2 separate regions of the Mus musculus genome follow, and region 1 is linked to region 2. The links are chromatin contacts, called in public HiChIP or PLAC-seq maps. All regions are on one chromosome and are shown on one strand. The core of a region is the stretch at or near the end of the contact, and the rest is flanking DNA. Distances in the headings are between cores, read along the strand shown.

Region 1 (6,336 bases), core at 2,596-5,095, 650 kb after region 2:
TATTTTGCTAACTACGAGCCTAAAAGAAGAGCAAACCTGTCCAGAGAAGCAAGTTTGCTTTGGCAGACAAGGTTAGGCAAATAAAAACACCCCCCACCTCCGTTTTTGTCCCCCACCCCCACCTCCGTCCAGGAGAGTACTCAGAATTCTGCACTTTGTACTTTTAAGTAGAAGTGTGGAGAATTGGAGGATCGGGAGCCTGGCTTTTCTATACTGTCTGTGTGACCTTGGGCTACTATCTCCACGTTATGGAGATTGTTTCCAGATGTATATCAAGCAAACAAAAACAACCACCTCGAGCCAGGGAGGATATCTCGATGGGGGCAGTTCTCTAATCAAGGACTTCTTTAGATCTTCAAATCAGGAGCTGAAATGCTGTAATGGCTGTCTCCTCACATCTTATGAGTATGGACCCCTTAGTTTTCCATGTCGTCCAGTTACAGAGACATCGTTTCAGCAATAAGTTTCCCTTCTCTGGGGTTGGAATGACTAATCAGTTCTGGGTGGGTTTCACAAATGACCCTTTATCTGACTGCTCAGAGGCGTGGCGACAGGGCCGGCCAGCCGGGGCAGTCTCCCCTAGCTTACACAACAGTCTTTGCACACTGCCCTCTAACACAATTAGCTAACCAGACCTGCACAACCACTCCAGCCCGGCCTCTCCGGGCGGTCCCTCTGTCCTCCTTCCCTACCTCACTATCCTAACATGGATTCTTCAGCCCAGGCAGGCCTTGAACTTGGCGATCTCTGCACCGCAGCCTCCTGCTCTGTTGCTCCTCCCTCGTCTTTTTCCCCTCCTGGTCAATCTTCTCCGCTCTCTATTCCTCAGGCTGGGCTGCCAGCCTCAGTCTCCCATTTTCACTGGTCTTGTATGACCCTTCTCCTGGACATTCACTCTTCAGGCACCCCAGTGAGATCAAATGTGCAAAAAAGGTCAAACCCCACAACGTGGGGGTGTTTTCCCCTTTCCAGGGGTCTTTTCTACATATTCCTCTAGGGTACCCCTTTCCACTTTGGTGTTCATGGATTCTAGCCGAACATCTACCATTGCACCCCTAGAATGGAGCCAGCCCCAGGTCTGACTGTGTGGGAATATACTTGAACTTCTGGTGGTGTTTGTCGTGTTTCTTTTTTAATAGGGTCTTAGGCTCTAACCCACACTGGTCTAATTATATGCACTCAATTGTATGGACAGCCCAGATTAACTCAAGTTCTCAGTAATACTCCTGCCTCAGCCGCCCTCGCCTGGTGACTGTACTGTTACAATCGAATTTTGAGGAGTAAAAATGTGAAAATGGCTAACCGCAAAGAAAGGAACGCTCGGTTGATTAAATCCTAGTATACAAAAGGCCACACTTGACGAGGATGTCGTTTAATTTCATTTATGATCTTAGAAACATATTAATGTCAAAAGTAAACTGTGAAGAGATGATAGCAAATGAAATAATAACCATCAAAACCAAGCATCAAGCCAGGTTCAGGAGCCTGACTAGGAGGATCCTTGCCAAGGTTGGGTCTAGCCTGGGCTTTAGAGACTTGTCTCAAAAACCAAAACAATACAAATACCCAAAGTTAGGGAAAGTGGTTTATGTCTGTAATCCCAGCACTTGGAAAGCTGAGCCAGGAGGAGTGCTGGGAGCTAAACCAGACTGAGACACATACTGTGACTCTGTGTCAAAGAAACCAAAACCAAAACCAAGCTTCATCTTATGGGTGATTTCCTCCCATGTGTCACAGGCACTTGCACGTGCAGTGCCTGGGATGACCAGAGAGGGCGCCAGACGCCCTAGAACTGGAATCGCAGATGCTTAAGAGCGGCCATGTGGGTTCCAGGGATAAAATCCAGGTCCCATGGGAACGAAAGCAAGTGTTCTTAAGCACGGAACCATTTCCCAACCTCTACAAATTATTTTTTTAAGACACAGCCTTATGGTGGAGAGATGGCTCAGGAGGTTAAAGGCGCTTGCCGCCAAGCATGACCTGAGTTTAGTCTTCATGACTCAAACAGTGACAGGGAAGAGCAGACTCCCAAATGTTCTCATCTCCACACATGTGCTGGGACACATGCACGCAAACAGGCATGTGCATAAACTAATCAATCAAACAAACCTGCAATACTAATTAATATACCATTAAACACACACACACACACACACACACACACACACACACACAAACAAAACATTGGGGGCTGGAGCAATGGCTCAACAGTTAATAGTACTGACTGCTCTTCCAAAGGTCCTGAGTTCAATTCCCAGCAACCACATGGTGGCTCACAACCACCTGTAACGGGATCTGACACCCTCTTCTGGTGCGTCTGAAGACAGAGACAGTGTACTCATATACACAAAATAAATAATTTAAAAAATAAAAAATAAAAAAGACATAACATTGCTGTGTAACCTTCTCCATCTTGCTGCGACAGCATCTCGAGTGCTGGGCTTTGCCCCCACAACCAGCTCCAAGCATCATTTATTAATTGTCTACAGTTATGGGAAGACAGCAGGGAGGCAACACGGGGCACACCACTGTATTGTTGGCAGTGCGGAGAATCATGTCTCCGTCTGAGCACTTGATCCCTGAGTCCACTTGCATCCTATGTACACTGTAGCCTTTCTCCCTCGTGGCATGCCTAGTGCTTAGACGGAGCTCCACCTCCTCTACTATCAGAACCCATTCCGTTCTTCATTCCTCTCTTCTTCCCCCCCCCCCCCCACGACACTTTTTATTCACTGGAAGATCATTTGTACTACCCAAAACCTATTGAAAAACTACCATGGGGGCCAACCAAATAATACAGATTCCCCCATTCCTATTCCCCTCCCCTCACTGTGCTTACAAACTTGATATTGAAGCTCTGGACGCTCTCTGCAGAGAAATCTGGATTCTACCTAGTACTTGGCATGCTACGATTTAAATATGCTGTCTCATGCTGGTCACAGATTGACCTGTCCCTGAGGAAGGTCATTGATTTCTGGACAGTACATGTTTTCTTTGGTTGGCTCTTTGATTTGTTGATGCAGGGTCCCACTCTGTATCCCTAGCTTCCCATCTTCCCATAACAAACCCCACCTCCATTTCTAATAATTCCAGGTCAAGGTTATGCTCCGTGGTTCTTGGTATACTAGTACATTGGGGGCCTTGGTTGGTTTTGGTTTTGATTTTTGTTTAGTTTTTTTTTTTTTTTTTAAGACATGGCCTCGATACTTAGACCCGGCTGGCCTTAGAGGCCCTTGTTCCTCTGTTTCTGAAGAGCTCTCCCTGGAAATTTCAACTACAGAATTCTGAAGGGCAGAATATTGGATATTGAGAGATCGCTGCTCACTTCTAAGACACCTGTGCACTTTGGTGGCCTAGTTCTGCGCTGAATATATGTAACCCTTGTGTATATATGGCCTGTATAAGACTCTCAGATTTTTGAAAGTAGGTTTGAGCTCTGAAATTTGAGGGCACAGAGAAGAAAGGAGAGGAGGGTGGGACATAATGTGGAAGGTCATTCCCACTCCTTTAAATCTCAAAAGAGGACTTCAAGAGGTCTGGCGCACTCAACTTTGGAAACTGCCTATCACCCATGCTGGCCTCAGCCTACACCCTAAGGAAGTCCCAGTAGCTTTTGGTGTTTTCCCAAATTATCCAGGAAATGGGAAGCTACGATGGGAGAACGGACACAATATGAATCTACACCATCTGGAGCTGGCTTCTACTGGAACATAAGTCACTAGACCCACAGTTCTCAAAGTGAGGTTCCAGGAACCCCAGGAGCTCACGCTGTTTTGGGTACCTAGTTGTCACAGCTGTCTCAGGGGGAATCACTTGTGTGACAGAGCTGCACCAGGGACTTGCCACTTCCCTCCTAGAAAGCCGTTTGTACAAGAGAGAATCGACAACAGCTCCTCAGCTTTGGGCTTCTGGCAGATGCTTTCTAGCAAATGAAAGAAGTACTCCTGTCACTTCAAAGGCCACAGCTGTTTCCAATGCTAGCTGTCAGAGTAAAGTTAAAATTGTAGGGAACTTGCATCTGCTAACACGGACTTGACAGCTTGCCAATAATTAAAGACTGCTTTAGGAATATCAGTTGTGATAGTAACATATTTCAATGCGTACTGTATAACAAAACATATGCCAATGTTTTACAAATAAGTGAACCAATATTCTCCAAATGACCGTGATGACTTAGCATCGTCCTAGGAGAGTTCGACCTAGTCCAAGAACTTCAATGGAACCAAGCATAAAATTTTCATTGATGTGTTTAGAAATTCCGTAATTTAACTAAGCTTTAGGAAACCATCCCTTTCAGGCTGGGAATGTAGGTCAACGGTAGGGCACTTGTCCAGAATAGGAAGGGTCTCTGGATTTGAGTCCTGGGAACAAATACACACACACACACACACACACACACACACACACAGAGAGAGAGAGAGAGAGAGAGACAGACAGACAGACAGACAGACAGACACACACACACAAACAAAACTGCTCCTTATAGAATTTGAATTTAGTTTCAAATAAGAAGGCTTGGGGACACAGGGTGGTGTGTGTGTGTGTGTGTGTGTGTGTGTGTGTGTGGCTAAAATGCAAGCACAAGGATCTGAATTTGGATCCCCAGACCCTATGCACAAGCCAAGCATGGCCTGTGCCACCCCAGTGCTGGGGGATGGGCAGTTAGAGCCAGAACCTCCCTGGATAGCCAGTAGAGCAGACTTATTGAGTCCCAGAATGAGTAGTGAGAGACCCAGGATAAGGTACAAAGTGATTGATGAAAAACATCCCCCAAGATCAACCTCTGACCCCCACATGTATATACATTTACAAACTCACACATACTACACACAGACACACACGCACACAGACACCCACATACATCCCTGGACACATACACAGAGAGACAGACACCCTCATATACAGAGAGACATATACAGAGAGACATATATAGACAGACAGACAGACACACACACACACACACTCACACACCTCACAACAGATGCTCCTAAGCAAGATCTACAATTCCAACTACTCAGGAGAGTCAGAAAATGACAAATTTAGGGCCAACCTGAGCTACAGTTGACCTCAAAGCCAGCAACTCAAAGAGAGTGATTTCCTCTCTCAAGTTAAAAGGAGGAGCTGTAGAGATGGTTCGGGTTTAAGAGCACACTCCGCTCTTCCAGGACCAAAGTTTGGTTCCCGAGACCCTGTAACTCCAGCTCCAGGGAATCTAAGGTCCTCTTCTAGCCTCTACAGGCACCCGCACTAACACGGGAAAGTATGCAATCAGTCCAAAGACAAAGAAACACGTAAATAAAAATAAGTCTTCTAAAAAGAAAACGGAAAACTAAACCATGTTACATGAGGGCTCGAGCTGCAGCTCGGAGGCTGAGTATCTATCTGCCTAGTGCTGAGTCATAACAGCAAAAAACGGAACAAAATCTTCACAGACTTCTGAAAAGTCTGAGCTATACAGCAAGACACCATCTCAAACACAAAAATAAAAGCATGTTCAGTTCTCACAGTTTTAAAGAACATGGTATTAACAGATTTAGCAAATAAAAAAATAATCTTAGTATATATTCTGTGCAATATTTGGGACATAATAATACTAAAAAACCATTTTTTTAAACAACTGTTTTTAAAAAGTATTTTATGTATGAGTACACTGTTGCTATCTTCAGACACACCAGAAGAGGGCATCAGATCCCATTACAGATGTTCATGAGCCACCATGGGAATTGAACTCAGGACCTCTGGAAGAGCAGTCAGTGCTCTTAACCACTGAACCATCTCTCCAGCCCCCTAAAAAATTTTTAACTTCATGAGCTTCCTAAGGAACTGGGCATCCTATTACACTTTATCTGCTTTTAACATGTGCAAGACAAAAACACTGAGAAATGCCAACTTAAACTATGCTTCTCACAGCTGTGCTAAACACTAATACCTTTTTTCCCCTCAGGCAGGGTTTCTTGTAGTCCAGAATGGTCTAGAACTTGCTACTTAGCCAAGGATGACCCTGATGTACTGATCCTCCTGCCTCCACCTTCCAAGTGCTGGGATTAGAGATGTGAATTTCTGCTTTTATTCCTTTTTTATATAATATATATATATATATTTTTTTTTTTTTTTTTGAGACAGGGTTTCTCTGTATAGTCCTGGCTGTCCTGGAACTCACTCTGTAGACCAGGCTGGCCTCGAACTCAGAAATCTACCTGTCTCTGCCTCCCAAGTGCTGGTGCCCGATGCACCACCACCGCCCGACAATATTTTTATTTTTAAGATTAATTATATCATTTCTCCCCCCTTTCTCCCTCCAAACCCTCCTGTGCAACACTCCCCAGCCCCAACTGA
Region 2 (6,996 bases), core at 1,220-3,719:
GGAATTCAGAATTCTCTCTAAGTAGTTGCTACTGACTACTGCAGCTGCATCTGTACTGGAGAACTAGATACATCTGGGTTTTTCCCCCCTCAGTTTTGTGTTTTCTTTCTCCTTCCTCCTCTTCCTTCTTCTCTTCTCTACACACACCCAATTTCTGTCTCTCACTAAGGTTTCAGTCTGCAGCCAAGGCTGGTCAGGAACTCATGGTGATCCTTCTGCCTCAGCCTCCTGGGAACTGATTATAGGCATGAGCCACACACTCAGCTACTTGAGTTGGGTCTTCATTTTGGGTTGGTACCCTGGGCCTTGCTAGTTTTCTTATAAAGTACAGTGTATACAAGGCAATTACTTAAGGAGACAGATACACAGTGCATAGCAAATAAAGTTACTTGGAAGTTTCAAAAAAAAAAAAAAATCCTCAGGAAGCTTTAACATGAGCCAGGCAGTGGTGGCGCACACCTTTAATCCCAGCAAGTGGGAGGTAGAGGCAGGAGGATTTCTGAGTTCCAGGCCAGCCTGGTCTATGGAGTGAGTTCCAGGACATCCAGGGATACAAAGAGAAACCCTGTCTCGAAGAAAAAAAAAAAAAAAAAAACCAAACTTTAACATGAAGCTTGATACAATGTTATCAATACAGTTTCTATGATACATGTTTTCTAATTCTGTTTTTTGTTTGTTTGTTTTCTTCCTAATTTTCGCGTTTTGTTTTGTGATATGCAGGCCAAGGCAAGGGTGGAGGTCAGAGGACCACTTTTGGGGGTCCAGACTTTCTTTTCACTGTGGGTGCTGGGGATTGACTGAAGGCTTGTGTGGCAAGTGTTTTTACCAGTAAGCTCATCTCACCATATTCTACTTCTCCTTCTGTATACCCTCTGGCCCTCACTGTGTTGACTGAAAAGTGGGCTTGTTTGCCTATTGAATAGGTCATTCTGAAATGAGTCTTCACCTCAAATATTCCGGGAACCACGACATACCACACCATCCTGAAAATACTGTTCATGTAAAGTGTCATAAATTCAGATAAGCATTTCAACCTACAGGATGTCACTACCAGCCGACAAATGTCCTATACTGCACTCTGAATAGAATAGCATCCATCTGCCACCCCTTCACAGCTACTGAAGAACTAAGCAGCAGACATGATAAGACAGCTGGATACACCAACCTCAGTCATTTCCTGGAAGCACACTTACAAAGATGCCTGATTCAAAAAAAAAAGATTGTGAAAGACTTAATTTTATGTCTAACGAGAATGATCCACAGCTGTGGAAATTTGAGAAATGATAGAGCATGCCTAGTGGCTAGAGATTTTATGGCAGAGAAAGCAATACAGAGATGAAAGAAGGGGGCAGGGGACGGGATGTATTTTCCAAACCAGGGTTGTGTAGCATTCAGCTCAGACTAGCTCAGTACTCAAAAAGCACAGCTCACAAGCAGAAACACTCAGCTCTTTCAAGTCCAGAACCCCTCAGAAGAAACAGACCAGACTACTGTTCTCCATTTCTTAGGGGATTTGAAAAAAAAAAAAAAAAAAAAAAACCAGACTGGCCTTTGAGGTGAGTGGATGAACAGTTAGTCCTCTGTGTGCCCCACGTATGCACTCTCTCCCAGCCAGCCCCTCCTCTCTTTCTCAACCAACCCTATTCAATTACGCGTAGTACGTGAAGATTTTTAAGATCTCACAAAAACATGGTCTCTGAAGCCCCCAAGAAAGGCCTTCCCTGACATTAAGTATAACGTCCGAGCGTATGTGTCCAGAGGCCAATAATGAACTGCGTGAGCCACACACACCCCCAGGATAGTATAGGATAAATGCCTTAGGGATGCATCTTTAAGGGGCTTTGCTTTCTACATTTAGGGGCTACCAGAGGAGAGCAGCAGCCTCCCAGGTGAGCAGACTCTAATCCCCAACAAAGCTTAGGACTGTGAAGCGTCCATTAGGCCCCACGGAGAGGACCCTTTCCTTCGGGGGCGGGGGGGGGGAGGGCGTTTGGCTTTCTGAAGCGGCGGGAAAATCTCGTTGGTTTCAAATCGGAAAATGGAAAGAACTGGCTTGAAGACGCGCGAGTTGCGAAATTAAAAGCTCGGCTCGGCTGACCTCCTGCAAGCGCACGACGTGATTCTCGCCGGGCCCGAAAAAGGGGACCAGGATGGTGCAGTAGAGAGCCCCGCCGCGAACGGGGAGCGGACCCGGGACCGCGCGCGCACCTGGGCCGCGAGGAGGGGGCATCCCGAAAGGATCGGTGCTTACCCACTTCCAAAGCAGGGACACAGCGGCCGTGCAGATCCCGTTCTCTCGGACAGCGCCTTCCTCCCAAGCCGCAGGCTCTACCCACCGCTCCGCCCGCCGCTCCCCGAGTCCCCGGCCCGCGGCCGTATTTAAATACTTCTGCCGGGGAAGGCGGAGGCTTCATTCCCCTGCAGCCAAGCCTCCCGGGACTCTGGACCCGGCCACCGCCCCGCGCTGCCCCGCCTCCCTCCGCTCCAGGCCCCCCGGGCAGGCCTCTATTTCCTTCTGGACCCAGAGCGGCAGAGGGGGCGGGATCCGAACTGTATGACCACGCCCCTTGAGGAGCAGGGCGAATCAGCTCCAGCTAAGTCACGGGCTCCGCCCTCGCCCGCAGCGAGCGGCGCTGGGCGTGGCTGCGTGCGCCGCTGGTCCCGCTAGGCTGACTAGCTGCAGGGAGGGGCGTCGTGGTCCCTGTTGGTCATCCTTGTCTGTGCTCCTTCCCCGCTCTGGGTCCCTGGAATCTGGCATGAGGAAGGTTCGCGCGTGCCAAGTGAACCACCCGTGATCATAGGGCCTGGGAGGGGAGAGCGAGCCCACAGAAAAAGGTCTTCCGGCTTTCTGACTCTTCCCCTTATCCTGGAGCCCGAGCTCCGTTCTCGGCCCCTGGACTCTGATGGAGGGCCTCCCCTGCTCTCCTAAGCTCTTCAAGCCCCTGAGTCCGCCGCGCCCTTCAGACAGTTGCCCAGAGTTTAGTCACGTCCCATCCGGATGGCGCCGGGTCTGGGAAGGAGATACCTCAGGTCAAAACGATGCTGAGTTCCATAATGACTGAACCAGTGTCTCCGGGTTGGTCCTTGGCCAGAGAACCCGGGCGCCCACGCCTGGAGGGCGTATTTTCCAGGAAAACTTTCCAGCCAAATTCTAAAAGGGAGGTTGTCTGTATGATGCATAGCAAGGCGTATGCAACGTAGATATGTGTGGGTGTTAATTTGCGTGTGTGTGTGTGTGTGTGTGTGTGTGTGTGTGTGTGTGTGTGTGTGTGTGTGTTACTAGAGATTGAACTCTAAGCACTCTACCACCGAACTGTCCCCAGTCCTTACAAATGCATAGAAAGTAAAACTGTCCCCTGGAGAAAGGGCTAAGATGTTTACTCCCCAGGACCCATATCAGAGGACTCAACACTGCCTAAAACTCCTGCTCCAGGAGACCACGCTCTATCTACCAGCACGAACATACACAGACATCTGTATGCATAAACTTTTTTTAAAAGGCAAAATTATTTAGCCTGCCCACGGGAGTTTTTTGAGACATGGTCTCTGTGTAGAGGTGGCAGATCTGGAACTCAGTATATAGTTCAGACTGGCCTTTTACTTGCAATGATCCCCTTACTTGACCCCTCTGCCCTCCCTCCCCCAGGGATCATGATTACCGCCACGCCCACTTTTAATGTGAAGGTTTGTTCTGTTTCTTTTGCTGCTAGAGATCAACTTAAGCCTAAAAATCAAAAAGGAGAAAAGGCCAGGCACAAATACCTCATTGGTGGTGATATGTTCTGAGAAATGTGTTCGGCACATTTGTTCTGCCACGTCATCATGTACTTACTCAAACTTCGCTGGGAACATCAGTACTCGGTATAATCCGGGACCACCCTATATGAAGTCAGCCCTTCGTGAAATGATGTTATGAAGTGCTTGACTGTACCTCATGGGGGAAAGTAATTAGGAAATGTTGGAAGCACATTCAAACGCCGTAGGTCTGAGGAGGAGGCCCAGTGGGTAAAGCGGTTGCTATGTAAGCATAGAGGTCTATGTTCAGGTCCCTCGGGTGCAAGTGAAAAGCCAAGTGCTGAGACTGGAAATATAGCTGCTCAGTAGTTAATAATGAAGACTGCTCTTCAGATCCCAGCACCTGCCTCAAGGAGGCTCACAACCACCCCAGACCCGGAGACCCACAGAGACACGAGGCATACTTTGATGTTGTTTTTGTTTTTCGAGACAGGGTTTCTCTGTGTAGCCCTGGCTGTCCTGAAACTCACTTTGTAGACCAGGCTGGCCTCGAACTCAGAAATCCGCCTGCCTCTGCCTCCCAAGTGCTGGGATTAAAGACTTGCGCCACCATGCCTGGCTCCAATACTGATTTTACAAACCTGGCAGCAGTTGCCTTAAAAAAAAAAAAAAAAGTTTCTTTTCAAAGTATGCCTGTAATTCCAGCTCCAAGGGATTCAAGGCACCTGGTCCTTGAGGGCACTTGTACTCATGTCCACATACACATATAAGATACATACATCCGTACATATGTATTTGGGGTGGGTTATGCTATTCTCTCCCTCACAGTACACTGAGACATATTATTTCTGTCCCCTAGGCACATAACCTGTAGGTAAACAGTTATAGAATGCTTTCAAATACCAAGATGGTGAGGATTTGGGCTGTTTGTGTTTATCTCTTTATAAACAAGTGTCCTTTAGTTACTGACAGGGTGGCTTAATGTATAGGGCTTTGGTTTGTTTTGGAGTTTTTAGGCAGTAATTGTGTGTGTGCATGTGTATGTCCATGTGTGTACTCTGGTATATGGCATGGCAGAGGGCAGTTAGTGGTCAGCTACATGAATTCCAAGCATTTTCAAGCTGTTACTCATAGGATGTTAGGTCCACCACACAGATGGGCAAGGAATGGCTATTTAGAAGGCTAAAGATAGCCCAAGATAAACTGTAATTAGGCTCTTGACCTGCAATATTCCAATCTCCCCAGACCACTGATGTTCTAATCAACCAACTTTTGCAAAAATAGCTTCTTTCCAGGAATTCTCCTTCACATTGCCTCCATCTGTTCTGTGTGTTGATCTCCCACATGCAATTTCAGTTTGTAAATGATTGATCTGTTTGTTTGTGGATTTTTTTTGGTTTTGTTTTCCCAAGTCAGGGTGCTCTCTACGTAGCCCTGGCTGTCCTGGAACTTGCTCTTAACCACTGAGCCATCTCTCCAGCTCCTGTATAAATACTATTAATTGCGTTCTTTGGGAAATATCAAATAATCACACAAACATATGCAAAAGTAAAACGTCTTTATCGGGAGGGATGCACTGAGACAGGCTACGTAGTCCTGGCTGGCCTGGAACTCATATGTAGACCAGGATGGCCTCAAACTCAGAAATCTGTCTTCTTCTGTCTTCTGAGTTCTGAGATTAAAGATGTGCGCCACCTTGCAAAGCTAAAGACACAGCCTTTATGAAGATGTACTAGGTCTCCTGCTACTCAAGACATGGAAGCAAGAGGAGCAGGCGTTCAAAGCCATGGATGGTGTTATTCTCTGCTGGTGAAATGAACCAACTGAAGTCAGATTAGAGTATATAAAGGCAGGTTTACTGGGAAGCTGTCCTGGGGCACGTTCACTGGTTCCACCACGGAAGGAGGCCAGGGGAGTTGCCAAGGGGAGGGGAGACAGGGAGGATGGGGAAGAGAAAGAGCAAGTGTATACGGGAGGCGGGGGAGGTGGGAAACAGAGAGAGAGAGAGAGAGAGAGAGAGAGAGAGAAATGTGAAAAGAGGGAGGGGGAGAGAGAGAGAGAAGAGAGAGGTGTGAAAAGAGGGAGAGAGAGAGAGAGAGCGCGTGCGCAAATGTCTGGATTATATAGGAAAGAGCCTTTGGAGGAGGGGAAGCCCAGCCCCAGGGTGGAAACTTTAGGGCAGAGGGCAAGGTATGGGAGCCATGCCCTGTAATAGGTAGGGACTGAGGGACAGGGTGAACCTGAAGGCCAGGTGCTCTTTGGTATGTTAAATATGCTCCTCAGTCCCTTGTCCCAGGTCAGAAACCTATCAATCCTCAGTTACATAGATAGCCTAAGCTACAAGACTCAAAACCCAGATACAGGGGAAATATTTAGCAGAGCAGAGCAAGTCATGAATACCTCCACAAGCCGAGAGAGCTTCGCTCCTAAAGAAAACATAGCGAGAAGAAACCGAGCTAAGAGTTAAGAGAGGGATGAAAATGACTGTCTGGGGGCTGGTGAGATGGCTCAGTGGGTAAGAGCACCCGACTGCTCTTCCGAAGGTCCGAAGTTCAAATCCCAGCAACCACATGGTGGCTCACAACCATCCGTAATGAGATCTGACTCCCTCTTCTGGAGTGTCTGAAGACAGCTACAGTGTACTTATATATAATAAAAAAAATAAATAAATCTTAAAAAAAAAAAAAAAGAAAATGACTGTCGGGGAGAGGCTCTGTCATGTAGAATGGAAAGGAGCCTGCCTAAGCCGGCAGCCATGAGATTGAGAGCATAACAGTCTTTAGAGACACTTCAAAGTAAAAGTTTATAAAGACATTGGTATTGTCCTCCACTTCATACCACGCCAAGGATGAAACTTTTATTTGGATGTGTGGGTATAGTACACTCATGTCAAGGTCGGAAGACATCTAGCATTCTGCTCCATTTTTCTTAACTTGAATTCCTTACAGAGTGTCTCAGTGAAGCTGCAGCTAGGCTGCTGGACAGGAAGCAGTTCTCCTTTCTACCTTCCATAGCACTGGGCTCACAAGCCCATGGCCAGGCCAGGCTGTTTACAGGGGTGCTGGGATCTAAACTCGGGTCCTCAGGCTCGCTCAGCAAGTGTTCTTACCCTCTGAACCATCTCTCCATCCTGCCTGAAACTTCTTATTTCTGACAATAAAAGTTAGCTTTCTTTTGGACAAATGTGTTTTACAGAATGCATTTCCAGCTTCTTGAGTTCTGTAAGCCCCCGTTCTAAGAGACCTCTGCCTGAGACTAGTC

What was found. HiChIP or PLAC-seq counts read pairs in DNA pulled down with a chosen protein or histone mark.
Region 1: an H3K4me3 HiChIP or PLAC-seq map of pro-B cells shows a contact between it and region 2, with 5 times the contacts expected there. The contact joins the enhancer-like site here to the promoter of Ugdh in region 2. A contact is called at or near these places in 1 of 39 promoter capture datasets (pre-B cells), 1 of 484 Hi-C or Micro-C datasets (the HPC-7 cell line) and 4 of 115 datasets of contacts at active chromatin or transcription factors (embryonic stem cells, memory CD8 T cells, pancreatic cancer cells and 1 more).

Annotation. Positions count from the first base shown.
Region 1 is chr5:66,081,811-66,088,146 of GRCm38.p6, forward strand. All of the region lies in intron 3 of Rbm47 (RNA binding motif protein 47), which reads right to left. Among named protein-coding and RNA genes, the nearest start is that of Gm26725, 66 kb to the right of the region's middle. Within about 2 kb of position 3,846, at least 37 of the 459 cell types and tissues checked have an H3K27ac peak or open chromatin away from gene starts, as enhancers often do. A contact at or near this core is called in memory CD8 T cells and pro-B cells, where this site is marked.
Region 2 is chr5:65,433,373-65,440,368 of GRCm38.p6, forward strand. It overlaps Ugdh (UDP-glucose dehydrogenase), which reads right to left and starts at 2,470. Exons shown (of 12, transcript NM_009466.2): 1 at 2,252-2,470.